3 separate regions of the Mus musculus genome follow, and regions 1 and 2 are each linked to region 3. The links are chromatin contacts, called in public Hi-C and HiChIP or PLAC-seq maps. All regions are on one chromosome and are shown on one strand. The core of a region is the stretch at or near the end of the contact, and the rest is flanking DNA. Distances in the headings are between cores, read along the strand shown.

Region 1 (4,020 bases), core at 257-2,756, 270 kb before region 3:
CATCTTTTTCCTTTTTTTAAAAAACATAGCTAAGGTTCTATTAAGTATAAAAGTTATAGCTTCCTTTTTTTCACTTGGCAATATGAAAATATTTGCTATTATTATTACTTAAAACTTTATGGCTGCTATGGAAAATGGTATCACACTTCCTTAAAAACTGGAAATAGAATCAGTATCTAATCCTGCAGTTCTCCGTCTAAGTTCAGAGAAAGAGAAAGCAGGCTTCGATGGTTGTACTGCTATGCTCAGAGCAACGTTCTTCCTGGTCACCAAACCACAGAACAGCAGTGTTCATTGCTGACAATGTAAGCAAAATATGCTATATACATATGGTAACATTAGTCCATCTTTAAAAGAGAAGTTCCCATCCTCAACTAGGGATTGAACCCAGGCCTTTCCACATGCTAGGCCAGTGCGCTGCCACAGCTATATCCCCAAGCAGCAAGAGAGATCTGACCTGTGCCACCACATGGAGGTACCCCGAGAGATGGCTGGCTGAGCAGATAGTTCATAGACACAGAAAGTAGAGCTGTCATTGGCAGCGTGTGATGGGACAGCCAAGAGATAGAAGTGCTGGGGTTAACATAGTAACTTCATACTTAAAACATTTAAAAATAGCAAGTACAAACAAAAACTAAAATCTCTATTATTTCTTCAGAGTTTTTTTTTTTTTCAATTTGGGGAATTGGGGGGTTGATTTTTCCTATCACTATCCATCTCTACAAAAAAAATAATTTTGCCTAATTTTGCCTTTTTGATTAACTAGGAAAAGAATCTTTTGTTGAAAAGTGGGCTTAAGCATCTCTCTGTGTGTCTCTATGCCTGTGTGTGTGTGTGTGTGTGTGTGTGTGTGTGTGTATGTATGAGGGGGCGGAGAGAGAGAGATTGGGCTTATTGGTTTGTTTTGCTGGGTTTTTTGAGATTGGTCTCATTATATAGTTCTTACTCTCCTGAAACTCACCAAGATCCACCTGCCTCTGCCTCCCAAGTGCGCTGGGATTAAAAGCATATGCCACTATAATTGGCTTCATTGCTCTACTTTGCCTTCATTGCTGCGTGTGGTGTGGAGTCAGTCTGTAACTCTGGCCTTAGGTTTCATTTCTAAAAGCAGACTAAGTCTCTTGAGAGGCAGCGCAGTGCTACAGCTGCTGTACGTTGTGAGACCCTCGTCCCACAAACAGTGCATGGAGACCTTGCCAAAAGTTTAAGGGTTTTTAAAAGTTATTTTTGGAATGCCTACTTTGTACCAAGCTCTGGATGAAGCAATCAATATATATGATTCCATGAGTTTATCTCAAAATGCTCTTGGTATTAGAAAATTAACTTTTCTGTGTTGACACACCCTATGTATAACACTAGTTTAGTTTGGCATAAGTTCAAGAGATAAGGCAAACAAGTATGGTTATGTTTTCAACTTTTACTTTCAATGTTTTAACACAGTAACTGACACGCTTTAACCTTTTGTTTCTGGTTCATAAGGACTTTTCCCTGGGCTTTCCCAGGGTACCACTAGGGCCTGGGTGTACTGTGTGCTCTGCCAGGGGTGCCAGGTAACAAACAAAAACTTGTTCAGATCCTGGTAGCAAGCCATGTGCTTTATGTCTCTTTGTGTGTGCTTGTTTGCACATTCTGTCTTGCTAGCCTCCTCCTGGGAGAGTGGGGATGGTGATAGCTTTAATTTTACTTTGAGACAGACAGAGCCTTGCTCCTTAGCCTAGGCCAGCCACGGCCCTCCTACTGCTGGGATGACACTGGGACACTACCACTCTGGCTCTGGTCATTGCTTTTAATAGAGCGTGCTTTACACACATCACTGCTGTACTCACCCAGCCACTTCTCCCATTAGGATCCCACAGGAGACTGTGACTCCTGGTCTTGGCACTAACAAATGCCAGGTTGGCTGGTAGCAAGTTTTCATTCCAAACAATAGTTCCTGATGCTCAGGGTAGAATGCTGGAATCACCGGGGAAGATTTAAAACCTCCCAGTGTCAACTCCCACCCTGAGAGACTCTGCTGTAGAAATAAATGCCTTTGCCTTCCCAAGTCCACTGAAGCCAGGGACCCTCATGTGGTCCTTGTTCCAGAGGGTCGTGTTACATTTTCATCTTTTAAGATGTGGCTAAAGTAGAACAGGCAGTACTTGGGTCAGTTTGTTTATCAGCCTTTTCTGGGCGAGGCCAGACTGACTTAGGCACTGCAACTATTTCTTAAAACCACAGTGCAGTGTAAAGAGGGCAACAAAACAGGTTCTCAGGCAAACTCCTGGATCTGGGATTTAAATACGGAAAACCCTGTGAAGTCCCTATGCATTTGCAGAGATGTAACCCTCAGAGGTCAGGAGAACCCATCCATCTACACAGCTGAACAGGCGTGGACCCCACTGAAAACTGCTAATATCTGTACTCAGCTGCCAAGTCCTTGTCAAGCTTTTTCCTGGACCTTACTGCCTCCATGTGTCCAGACACTGCTTGTCATGTTGGACTGTCTAAAATAGAGCTGCTCAGATAGAACGTGTTCTCAGAAGTCACTAGTTAGACTGAAGGTAGGACCTGAGCACCTAAATACTTGGCCAGCTCCAAGTGAGAGCTGCTGTTGACCCTGAGACAAAGTTCATAGTTTATGAACTTAGCAAAGGCTAAGCCATCAGCCACTGTAGTTCTAGCACCCAGTTAGAAATGTTCTTCCCATGCTCATGGCCTTACTCCCCCTTGCTAGGCAGAAGCAGACTCAAGACTTCCAAAGCCATCAGGCCTGCAGCCTCTCCCAATGTCAGGGCTGCATGGTACCAGGACACTGTGGGAAAGTTATATTTCTTGGTTCAGGCAGCCATCCCTGTGGCCTCAGGGCCTGTGGGAGGACTGGTGCTCTGTTGGCATGCAGTTGGCTATTTGTCATTCTGTTAAATAAATCTTATAGTCTGATGAGGAAAATAGGCTTTTGAGAATATGAGAATAGATCTCAAGGTGAGTAAGAAAAATGTGTGTGTGTGGGGGGGGGGGTTGGTTGGTTGTTTCAGTAAAATGGTGTTGATGAAGGGAGTAGGTATGGGAGAGCTTGTGTTTGTGGGCCCACTCTAGTACTTGGCCCCTCAAGCCAGCTCTGACTTGCAAACTGTGAACTGTAACACGGCTCACCTCCTTCTCAGCTTCCTTTGATCACTCCTCCCACCCCTGTGTCCCCCTTCTTTACTAGTCCCCAGTAAGCTGAGTGCTGTTCCCCTTGAGGGCCTATGGGTTTAAGAATGTGAGTAAAATGTGCTTATAGAGACAAGGCTGGGGCTTGCTTGTGTGTGGCAGTCCCAGGTCTTCCCCAGACGTCTATAGCCAGCTTCAGAATCTGCTCTAGAAAGAATTCCATTTGCTTCACAAGAGCTGAAGACAGCATTTTTTTTTTCTAACCACCAGATTTATTCACACAAGAGACTACACTGCCAGGGCAGAAAGACTGGGGCTTGGGTCTGATTCTACTTTCCCATGGCCCCAGCCTCTTCCCAGTCTCCTGTGTTCTGGACTGCTCTCCTCCACAGGAAGTAGCTCGCTCTTTTGCAGTGACCTGAGAAACAGTGTGGCTAAGCCCTCAGCCTGCTGCAGCTTGCTGTCCCACCTCCATTGCCACTGGCAGGAGTCCAGCCCAAAGGGGCTGTTGTAGTAGGGTGATCGTGGGGCATTGTAAGGCTATCATTTGTGGTCCCTGCCAAGACTGGAAGACACGCGAGTCTCAACAAGGCTAGCTAGTCACGTAGCACACCTGCTTTTGTGGGGGGGTGGGCTGGGCTGGACTTGGTGCTTTCCGTTCCTTTTTCTCTTTTCTTCCCCCACCTCTCCTTTTTCTCCCCCCCCCCCTTCTTTTGTCTAAAAGGTTTCCCCAGCAGTCCCTCTTCTTGACATCTGAGGGACAGACAGATTGAGTGGGAATGTGACCACTGCCTTGCTCTCAGTCTGAGACTCTGGGGAGAGGAGACTACCATTAGGACTTCTTCAGTCCTCTAACTCAGCCTGTTGAGGTCACCTTCAACCTGG
Region 2 (4,511 bases), core at 1,543-4,042, 290 kb before region 3:
AATTCAAATGGAGAGACTTTCTGACCAGCGGTCTATGTGCAGGCCATTAAAAACAAGTCCTTGGGGCTGGAGAGATGGCTGGAGCACATGGTGGCTCACAACCATCTGCAATGAGATCTGATGCCCACTTCTGGTGTGTCTGAAGACAGCTACAGTATATTCACATGTATAAACTAAATAAATAATTCTTTGAAAAAAAAAAAACCCAAGTCCTTAATACCAAAAAACACCACAATAATAGAGGACAGTGACAGTGGGAAAATTGCGTGGCAGATGTACGGAAATCCTTTGTAATGTCTTCACAACTTTTTAGTAAATCTAAAATTACTCTAACCAAAAAGTTTACCATGAGATTAAATATAAAAATAAGATTAGATCTATGCTATTTATAAAGGACAACTAAAACTGTAATTTAATAAGAGAAATGAAATGAATGTTGTATGTGTGCATGTATTTAAGAATCTAAGGCAGAAGAAAGTTGATGAAGCAATCTCAACATTAGACAAAAATAGCATGAGGCAAAAAGGCATAAAAAGGGATTAAGAAGGAATTACTGGTAAAAGAACAATTCTCCAAACCAGCAGAGAAATCATGAAAATTTCCGACACTAAGAGCATTGCTTTAATTTTCTTAAACGTTAAAGTGTTTAGAATTAAAGAAAAACTAGAAAAATGTGTATTGTTTATCATTTTCAACTCACATTGCTACAAGGCAGAAGAAAAGGGATGTGTAATATTGAAGAATAGTCTTCAAAATAGACAATTCACAAATAATCACATTATGATAACTCAAAACTGGCTTCAATGAATTTCAGAAAAGGGAATGTCACCAGAGATGCTCAGCTTCTATGGAAATGCTTAAACTTGTAAAAACTCAAGTAATACATTAACAAAAAAAAAAAAAAGTCATAACAGAAAGTTCCAAATATTTAGATCTGGACAAGAATGGAAGTACCACAAAGTGATAATGTAAGACGGAGTTCAGATGGCTTTAAAGGGACACATATGGCTATAAATGAGCATATCAAAACTAAAGTGTTAATAAAATATTCACCCAGCTTAAAAATTTAGTTGAAGAAACATAGAATGAACTCAGAAAAAGTTTAAGAGAGATAAAAGTTTAATAAAGAAAAAATATATGCTAACAAAAACAAAGTTAAATACCACATAGAGCTTACCAAGTATTAAAACTGCTGTTTTGGGCTATCAAACAAAGTTAGTGCTCAGTGCTGGGTGTGTGGGAGATTAAAATACAAGGAAATTGCAATTTGCATGAGTTCATTATTTTCTGGGTTGTGCTAGAAGATGGATGAAAGTCAGCAGCAGCAACTGACCCTACATTATACTACACATGTAATGTCAAATAGGGTGTTATCTTTTAATTTAGGCTTAATCTAACATTTCATAGTTTATTTTGTTGCCCAGATGTCTCTGGTTTCAGCCACTGTAAACTCAGGTTTGTTCTTGTCTCTTTAACATACTTCCATACTTTTAGTTTGATTTGTTGCTTTTTCTTTTCTGGCATTACAAGATGTTTTCAGCTCACCTAGGTCTAGAATTAGTAATCTCCCAAGAAGCCCTGATTCCTTTTATTGGCAAATGATATTAGACACCAAAATCACAATAGTGTGTACTCATTGCTACTGAGGTACCACTAATTCTAGATGTGCTCTTTAAACAGAGTTAGGAAACCCACATAAATATATTAACCTATTTATATGCACACATAATTTTTCTATATCAGTCTGCATCTGTGTTAAGCTAGCAGGAGACCATACTGATTTGATTCTGGTGCAGTACTGTATAGCCCATTCTATTTTACTTTCTTATCTGTAGCCTCTCACTTAAGGAGCAAGAAATCTAGGGTTTATTAATTTTAGATAACAGTTAGTTTCAGTATGATGCTTTCATATGTATATATGGAATCAATATAGATGTAGACATAGACCATACTCACCTCTATTACAGACCGAGGTCTTTCTGGCCAACCCTGCAATTCCTACAGTCTGGTCCTTGCACTTAGAGAAACAGGCTTTCTTTCTCACAGTAGAAGTACATAGAGGTAGGCATGCTGTGTATATATCTAGGCTGCTAGAGCCTCTGTCCAAACCTTCTGAGCATTCATAATTGTCAGCATCTGACTTTATTTTCATTTAGCACTTGGGCCTCAATCAGAAAACAGCCAGCAGAATGATAGCTCTTGACTTCAAGAAAGGTTAAATTGTATTGCACATACTTAACACATGGCCTTCAGGAATGGAGCTGAACGTTTAGAATATCAGTCTTTATCACGTGTTGTCTGAGGACAGCCAGTAAACCTGGAGTACCAAATTTAATTTGGAAAGAGATATTAGTTCTGTATGTTTTTCACAGTAAATTCAAAGAGTACTTTGAAAATGACTTGAGCAAACCAGGGGCCATTTTTGAAAAGCAACTGATACTAGTTTTTAGAAAATTGTTAGCTAGGTTGTCTCAGCTACTTGGGAAGGATCTGGAATCAAGACCGTGCATCATACAGAGTACATGTACCCTGACAGTTTAAATGTAGCAAGGCACAGCGAGGTGGGGAAATACAGATGTTTTCTCAGTGGTCTCTCCATACACCAAAGATTTTCTGGTTATGAAAAAGACAGACCCAGAGGAGGGCTGTTGTGTTCCCTACAGGCACAACTTTAACCCTGCTGTAGGTGTTGGCTCTCAGCTACACCAGCGCTGAGCAGCTTCACGGCCGTGTGCTCTAGAGTTGAGTTGTGAACACCGACACAGATCTCACAAGATTCTCTTGCAAGATGATTTGCTTGCTTATGCCTTGTTTTCTTCCTCTTCCTGGAGCCTTTGCTGAGACAGACTCTCAGTCTGCTTCCTTCACTATCACCCCTGTCAGCAGTTCTGTAACAGGATTAAAGGGATACCACAGTTTCCAAAAATAGAGGTTCAAGAGGCTTACTGCCCAGCCCAGGGAAATCAAAATATTCAGTTTTATATTACTTGGGATACAGGTTTTCAGTGACCCACTTTGAAACTTTGTGTGTAGAAATTGAAAATGGTTACAAAATCACTTTTGTATAAACTTCAGTTGGAGTTCATTGGAACTTTATCTGAACAGTTTTTTAGAAAGAATTTCACAAAAAGGTAGATTATCTCTTGTCTTCTAATAACTGGAGGGATAAAGAACAAATCAGGCAGGGACTCTAAGTGTTTTTACCATTTTAAAAGAGGAAATGTCATGTTTTATTGTGACTACTTTGTTCCTACTTGGTTGTAGTTTGAGATTTAGCCCTGGGTGTTTTGTTGTTGTGGTTCTGTTTGTAATGCTCCATCGGCATTGTGAACAGAGAACTGTGAGATGCAAAGAGGATTGAGTCTGAGGGTTGGGTCTGCGTAGTCCTGGACTTGGTATTATCTTCCCCTATTTTCTAGATGTTTGACACAGGCAGGCCATGTAAACTTTGCACAATAGCCTATCCTTTGATATATAAAGGTACCATAATTTGCACTGTTGATATGAAAAGAGATGTTATGGTGTGGGAGAGCTGGTTCAGTGGTTAAGAGCACTGGCTGCTCTTGCAGAGGCCCTGAGTCTGGTTCTAGAACCCATGTCATGCAGCTCATAACTGCCTGTAACTCCAGCCCTTTCCTGATCTCTGTGAGCACCCACTTATACATGGCATACACTCAGACAGACGTGTGTACATACAGAATAAATAAATAAACAAATATTCTAGTTAAAAAGTAGAGCTACTATATATGCAAGTTTCAAATGCAGTGGTGGCTGGCAACTGTCTTTCATAATAATGATGAAGATAATGTGAAGTTTAAAATGCCATTATAAAAAATTATTTGTTACAAAATAAAATTTAAAATAAATACATGGATAAATAAAATCACTACTCAGACAAATATAAAATGAATATGTACAAAGTTGTATTTAATTCATTAGTTAATAAAGGAACCAGAAAACTTTTTATGGTCAGTCCAATGAACACTTGAAAACTCGGGCATCTGCAGGCAATGAAACGTAAATGCTAGGATAGGATTTCTGAATTCGATGTAAAACAATTTAATATTCAACAGATTACAACATTTATTTTGTTTCTCTGGGCAGAAATTATGGCCATCTCTATTTCACAGCAGCCTTCAAGTTTGTAAGTAACTTAATAGTCTAGAACTTTTAATCAGTACTGGCAATAAGATGTTGTGAATGCATTTCTCTACTACAACAAGGCTACAGTCTGTAATGGTCAAGTCAAATCAGGTCCTCATTGTGTTTTGAATAAAGTTTTATTGAAGACTGTGCCTCTTTTTTGTTGGTTGGTTTTTTTTTTTTTTTACATGTTTTCTATAGCTGCTTATACTTGTAAGAAAGACCCAAAATTTGTATTGTATTTATTCTCTGGCCCTTCATAGGAAAACTTTGCTGACTACTGCCCTTAAAGAATCCATGATCTTATACATACTTATTTTGATAGAGTTATCCCATAATGGTTAATGGTTTGTGTGTTATTAGAAATA
Region 3 (3,999 bases), core at 703-3,202:
GGGTACATCCTACGCACCAGTCCTCCAGACACACCCCGTGGACTCAGCCTCAGATTCCCAAAGGTCCGGCCTCCACCCTGCAGAAAGAACAGGTCTGACCCACTGGGCTGGGGGAAGCTGAGTCGCAGACCTCAGGCTGAATAGCTGCTTTCTTCTCACTCCCCTCCCCTCCCCAGCAGAGCGATCACTCATTAACCCTTCAAACCAGATAACCCTTCATGGGGGAAGAGAACATGTGCTTATCCTGGGTCATAAAACATCAATATTGACTTCTCAGGGTAAGGCCAAAGGGGATATGGGGGCTGGTGGGGCTTCCCCTCTGTGGTGCTGAGGGGCCGGCTCACCTGACTTCCTTCTCTGTGGGGAATATCTAAACCAGGTCTCCAATACCTGAAGAAGCCCGATCCCTGCCTGCTCCCCTTCAAAGGCAATCCCTACACCAGGGGCTCAACTCTTCTCTGCTCCTGGAAGGTATTTAAGGTCCCTCTCTTTCTGTATGGGGGTCCCTCTAATCTGACCACAGCCCAAGGTCCTAGGTCTGGACACAGTCTGTCACTGCTATCTTTCCTAACTCTGGGATCTGGACAAGTGATGGACTTGTGTCTCCTTTTTCTAATTTGTGAACGTGGCGTAGAACAGCCCCCTAGCGCATAAGCTATTAGGCTAGTCAACGGAGATCATGTTCAGGAGTGTGTGCTCCTATAGAAGGTGTCCCTCTCTACCTCTGCTCTTGGTATGTGTATCTCTTTATGCCTTCCTCCTTGCTCCTGGCCAAGCTTCACCATCATCCTCGTCCCTCTGGCACATAGTGAGTTAACTCCTTGGTCTCCATTAGGGGCGAGAGGAGGGGTCTACACCTATGTGGGTCTCCAGAGAGCTCCACATCACCTCGAGGGCAACATTCATCCATACATTGCATTTGCCTCTTTGACTCCTCCAGAGGACGAGGCGCCCAGTGGGGGAATTTTCAGTCCCTTCTGAAAGGGACCTCTCCTGAAAGCCGGGCTGGGCAAGCACAGGTAGTAGTAGAATATCCTTGAGCCCCACCCAGGGCCTGCGCCCTCCCCTCTCCTTCTCTTTGTCCCTTCCCTACTCCAGCCTCGCCTTGCCTGAAGCTGTGGGACACCCAAGGCCCCAGTCCTGAGAGCTTCCAGAGGGGCTGTAACCCTGGGTGCTGGTCAATGATTAATACTGAGCAAACTCAGGACCAGGCGAGGGCTCCCAGCAGGGCTGGGATCAGACAAAGGCCCCCCTGTCTGGCTGAGACACCATCTTGGTGAACAGTTACTGATTACCCTGTCAACTCCAGCAGAGAGGTGGGGTGGGTGGCTGCTATCTCGCCAGGGTGGAGGGTGCTCTGGAGGTGGGGGAACGTGGGTGGGAGATGGGTTAAGCTCTTGAGCTCCGGCTTCACTTTTATGAGCTGCACGGGGTGAGGCTGGTAGCATGAGGGTCTGCGGTGCTCAGGGTGTTTCCGTACCTGTCTGTCACAGGGTTGAGGAGAGACAGGTGCCTGCCTCCAATAACAGCTCTCGGCCACTCCCTTCTAACGTTCCAACACTTCCTCCCTTCCTTACAAAACCGGTTGTCTTCTTTGTGCTGGGCCATAGAATCCCCCTGGCTGCCCCACCACCACTTAGCCCCACAAACTTCTATGTTTTCCGCCTCACCTCGAAATGTTCTTAAAAATTCTTCCTCCCTCCCTTCCTCCTCTTCTTCCTCCTTCAGGAACCTCTGTCAGTTTCCTACCTTGTCATCCTGGTCTCCTCCTGCCTGGGTCCCGTCTGCTACATCTTACCTTAATGGTGCTCATCTCTTTCCAGGGTCTTCCTGCACTGGGCACCCTCTGCTTCCATGTCTTGCTGCCCAGCCTTCAGCGCACCACAGGTGCATGGCCTAGGCCAGCTCTGCCTGGCAAGTCGGGGGACTTCAGTTCCAAGGACAGAACAAGTAGGGAGTGAACAGAGTGCCAGGAGAGCTGGAGGGGCCCGTGGGACTCCTCCACACCCCTCGCTTTTCCTCTAGGACTAAAGACTGGAGATTAGGAGACAATGGGCATACCAGTGGGCACAGTTCACCCTGCACAGAGATGCTGGTGTCTATGATGTCCTTCATTGACAGAGCCACCTCGCCGTAGGCAAACACCCCAGCTAGGCATAAGGAGTACCTTCTGAGGGCCTGAGGGGGAATGCCATTGGGAGGTGAGGGGAGCTCAGAAGACCCCGTGGGGGCATTCCACTGCCAACTGCATCCCCCACTATCCTGGTCCTGGAGTTGCCTTAGCTTGTGAAGTTCATTAAGTCCAGACTTGCCCTGAGGACCTTAGCGATGAAGAACAAGGGCACCGAGACCCAAGTGAAAGGCAGGGAGAGCGAGGGCGAGACTAGTAAGTGGGCTACAGTGGGTGGATAAGGTGAGCGCCCAGGGGCCAGCTCCCCGGAGGCCAGCTCCTCTCTCCCTTGCCCAACAGGTTTTCTGGGCAGAAAACTCAGCTCCTAAATCTAATCTCAACAGGAGGGCGCCACCTGCTGTTGGGGAGGCTAATGTGCCCCTTGCAGATTGGACTGGAGAACTTGGCGTGGAGGCTCCTCAGGGAACAGATGCTCAGTTTGGGACTGTAGTGCATGGACTGAGCCTAGAAGACTCTCAGCAGGCTTAACTGCAAACCATGAGGCGCCTCCCTCCTCTTTGCCTTCTACGGCTCCACTCATTCCGGCCACCCTAAGGGAGTCTCTTGTCTTCAACTGGACCTCCAGTGTCCACAGCCCAGTGTCCTCAACCTCCTTCAAGGCTTCTTGTAAGAGCTAATATTGGGACGGGGGCTTCAGGGCCAGAATTCTTTCCCAGAAGCAAGCAGGGCTCAGCCTGCCGCTGGAGCCGGGCCGCTCTGAGATGGGCAGGGTGGGCTCCGCTACATCTTCCGCTGAGGAGTTGGGCTGACACCTTTGTGCCTCCTCCTAAAGGCCTCTTGGCATGTTTCTGCTCTAGGCAATAGCTGGGGACCCAGGTTCCCCTCCAGGACCACCTTCCCTGATACCCTACTATCTCACAAGACTGATTCCTTCATGCCTCACTAAATTCCTGCGCGACCTTACTGATTTCTAACGCCCCTTGCCTGGCTCACACATCTCTTCTGACCTGTCCAACTTCATTTGCAACACTCTTTCATGGTGTGGAACTCTACTTGGTGGGGCTTACTCCACACTCTCCAGTGGGGTTAGCTCCCATATGCATGGATTGCCACCCCCCCCCCCCCTTAGGCTTCGTAGATTGCCGTACTGGGAGCTTCCCGCATTAAATGGAGCTTCCTGAAAAGAGTCAGCCTCCATATCTACAGCCTAAGAATTGGGCAGGAGTGAACAAATGAGCACATGAGTAAATCCATAGCCAAAGGTGAGAACCCAAAAATGTAGTGTTCTGATCAAACAGAAGAGCAGCTGCTCAGGCCTGGCCCATGCTCTCGCTCCTTCTCTGAGTGCTATCTCCCACCCCGATTGCCTAGAGATCCTTAGGAGACCTACGTGGGCACCATTCTAGGAGCCCCTAGCGGAACCCCAAGCTCAGAATGATCTTCCCTGACTATACGTCTTTCTCCCTGTGTCCAGGAGCTAGCCCCATCTCTCGGACAGCCACCAAGAGTTCCTCATCTTATAAGTGGACAGGTCTCCTTTTGCAACAGGGAGCTCGGCTCAGGATTGGTCAGGGGACCCAGGTTGTTCCACCTGGCTGCTGTCTGGCTGTGCAACTGGCCACCCTCAGAAAGCTCCTATTACGACGTTTGGACCTCAAGCCTTTTCTGGTCTCATCAGAGGCTATCTCATGACCTGTAACACCATGACCTTTCTGAGAGCAAGGGAAACATGGAAAGCGTGGCTTCTGTGGGTAGGCATGGAAGATCTCCCACCAACATCCCCGCCCCCAGTGTGAATAAGTCATTTCACATTGACTTACTAAGAGGGAAGCTATCCACAGTACCACACACTTAAGAAGCCCCACAGA

Evidence for each region. Hi-C and Micro-C count contacts between places; a contact is called where the count stands out from the background. HiChIP or PLAC-seq counts read pairs in DNA pulled down with a chosen protein or histone mark.
Region 1: an H3K27ac HiChIP or PLAC-seq map of microglia shows a contact between it and region 3, with 6 times the contacts expected there. The contact joins the enhancer-like site here to the promoter of 8430430B14Rik in region 3. A contact is called at or near these places in 2 of 484 Hi-C or Micro-C datasets (CD4 T cells and bone marrow-derived macrophages), 9 of 115 datasets of contacts at active chromatin or transcription factors (T-cell acute lymphoblastic leukemia, effector CD8 T cells, embryonic stem cells and 6 more) and 1 of 9 other capture datasets (embryonic stem cells).
Region 2: a Hi-C map of bone marrow-derived macrophages shows a contact between it and region 3, with 22 read pairs. The contact joins the enhancer-like site here to the promoter of 8430430B14Rik in region 3. A contact is called at or near these places in 2 of 39 promoter capture datasets (the C10 cell line and liver), 1 of 484 Hi-C or Micro-C datasets (bone marrow-derived macrophages), 5 of 115 datasets of contacts at active chromatin or transcription factors (T-cell acute lymphoblastic leukemia, acute myeloid leukemia, double positive thymocytes and 2 more) and 1 of 9 other capture datasets (embryonic stem cells).

The regions. Positions count from the first base shown.
Region 1 is chr17:84,264,102-84,268,121 of GRCm38.p6, reverse strand. The region is part of intron 30 of Thada (thyroid adenoma associated); the gene reads left to right. Among named protein-coding and RNA genes, the nearest start is that of Gm24492, 22 kb to the left of the region's middle. Within about 2 kb of position 1,506, at least 74 of the 459 cell types and tissues checked have an H3K27ac peak or open chromatin away from gene starts, as enhancers often do. A contact at or near this core is called in bone marrow-derived macrophages, heart atrium, hepatocytes and 2 more, where this site is marked.
Region 2 is chr17:84,291,677-84,296,187 of GRCm38.p6, reverse strand. The region is part of intron 29 of Thada (thyroid adenoma associated); the gene reads left to right. Among named protein-coding and RNA genes, the nearest start is that of Gm24492, 6.2 kb to the right of the region's middle. Within about 2 kb of position 2,792, at least 33 of the 459 cell types and tissues checked have an H3K27ac peak or open chromatin away from gene starts, as enhancers often do. A contact at or near this core is called in bone marrow-derived macrophages and liver, where this site is marked.
Region 3 is chr17:83,996,505-84,000,503 of GRCm38.p6, reverse strand. It overlaps 8430430B14Rik (RIKEN cDNA 8430430B14 gene), which reads right to left and starts at 1,952. Exons shown (of 2, transcript NR_130994.1): 1 at 1,799-1,952.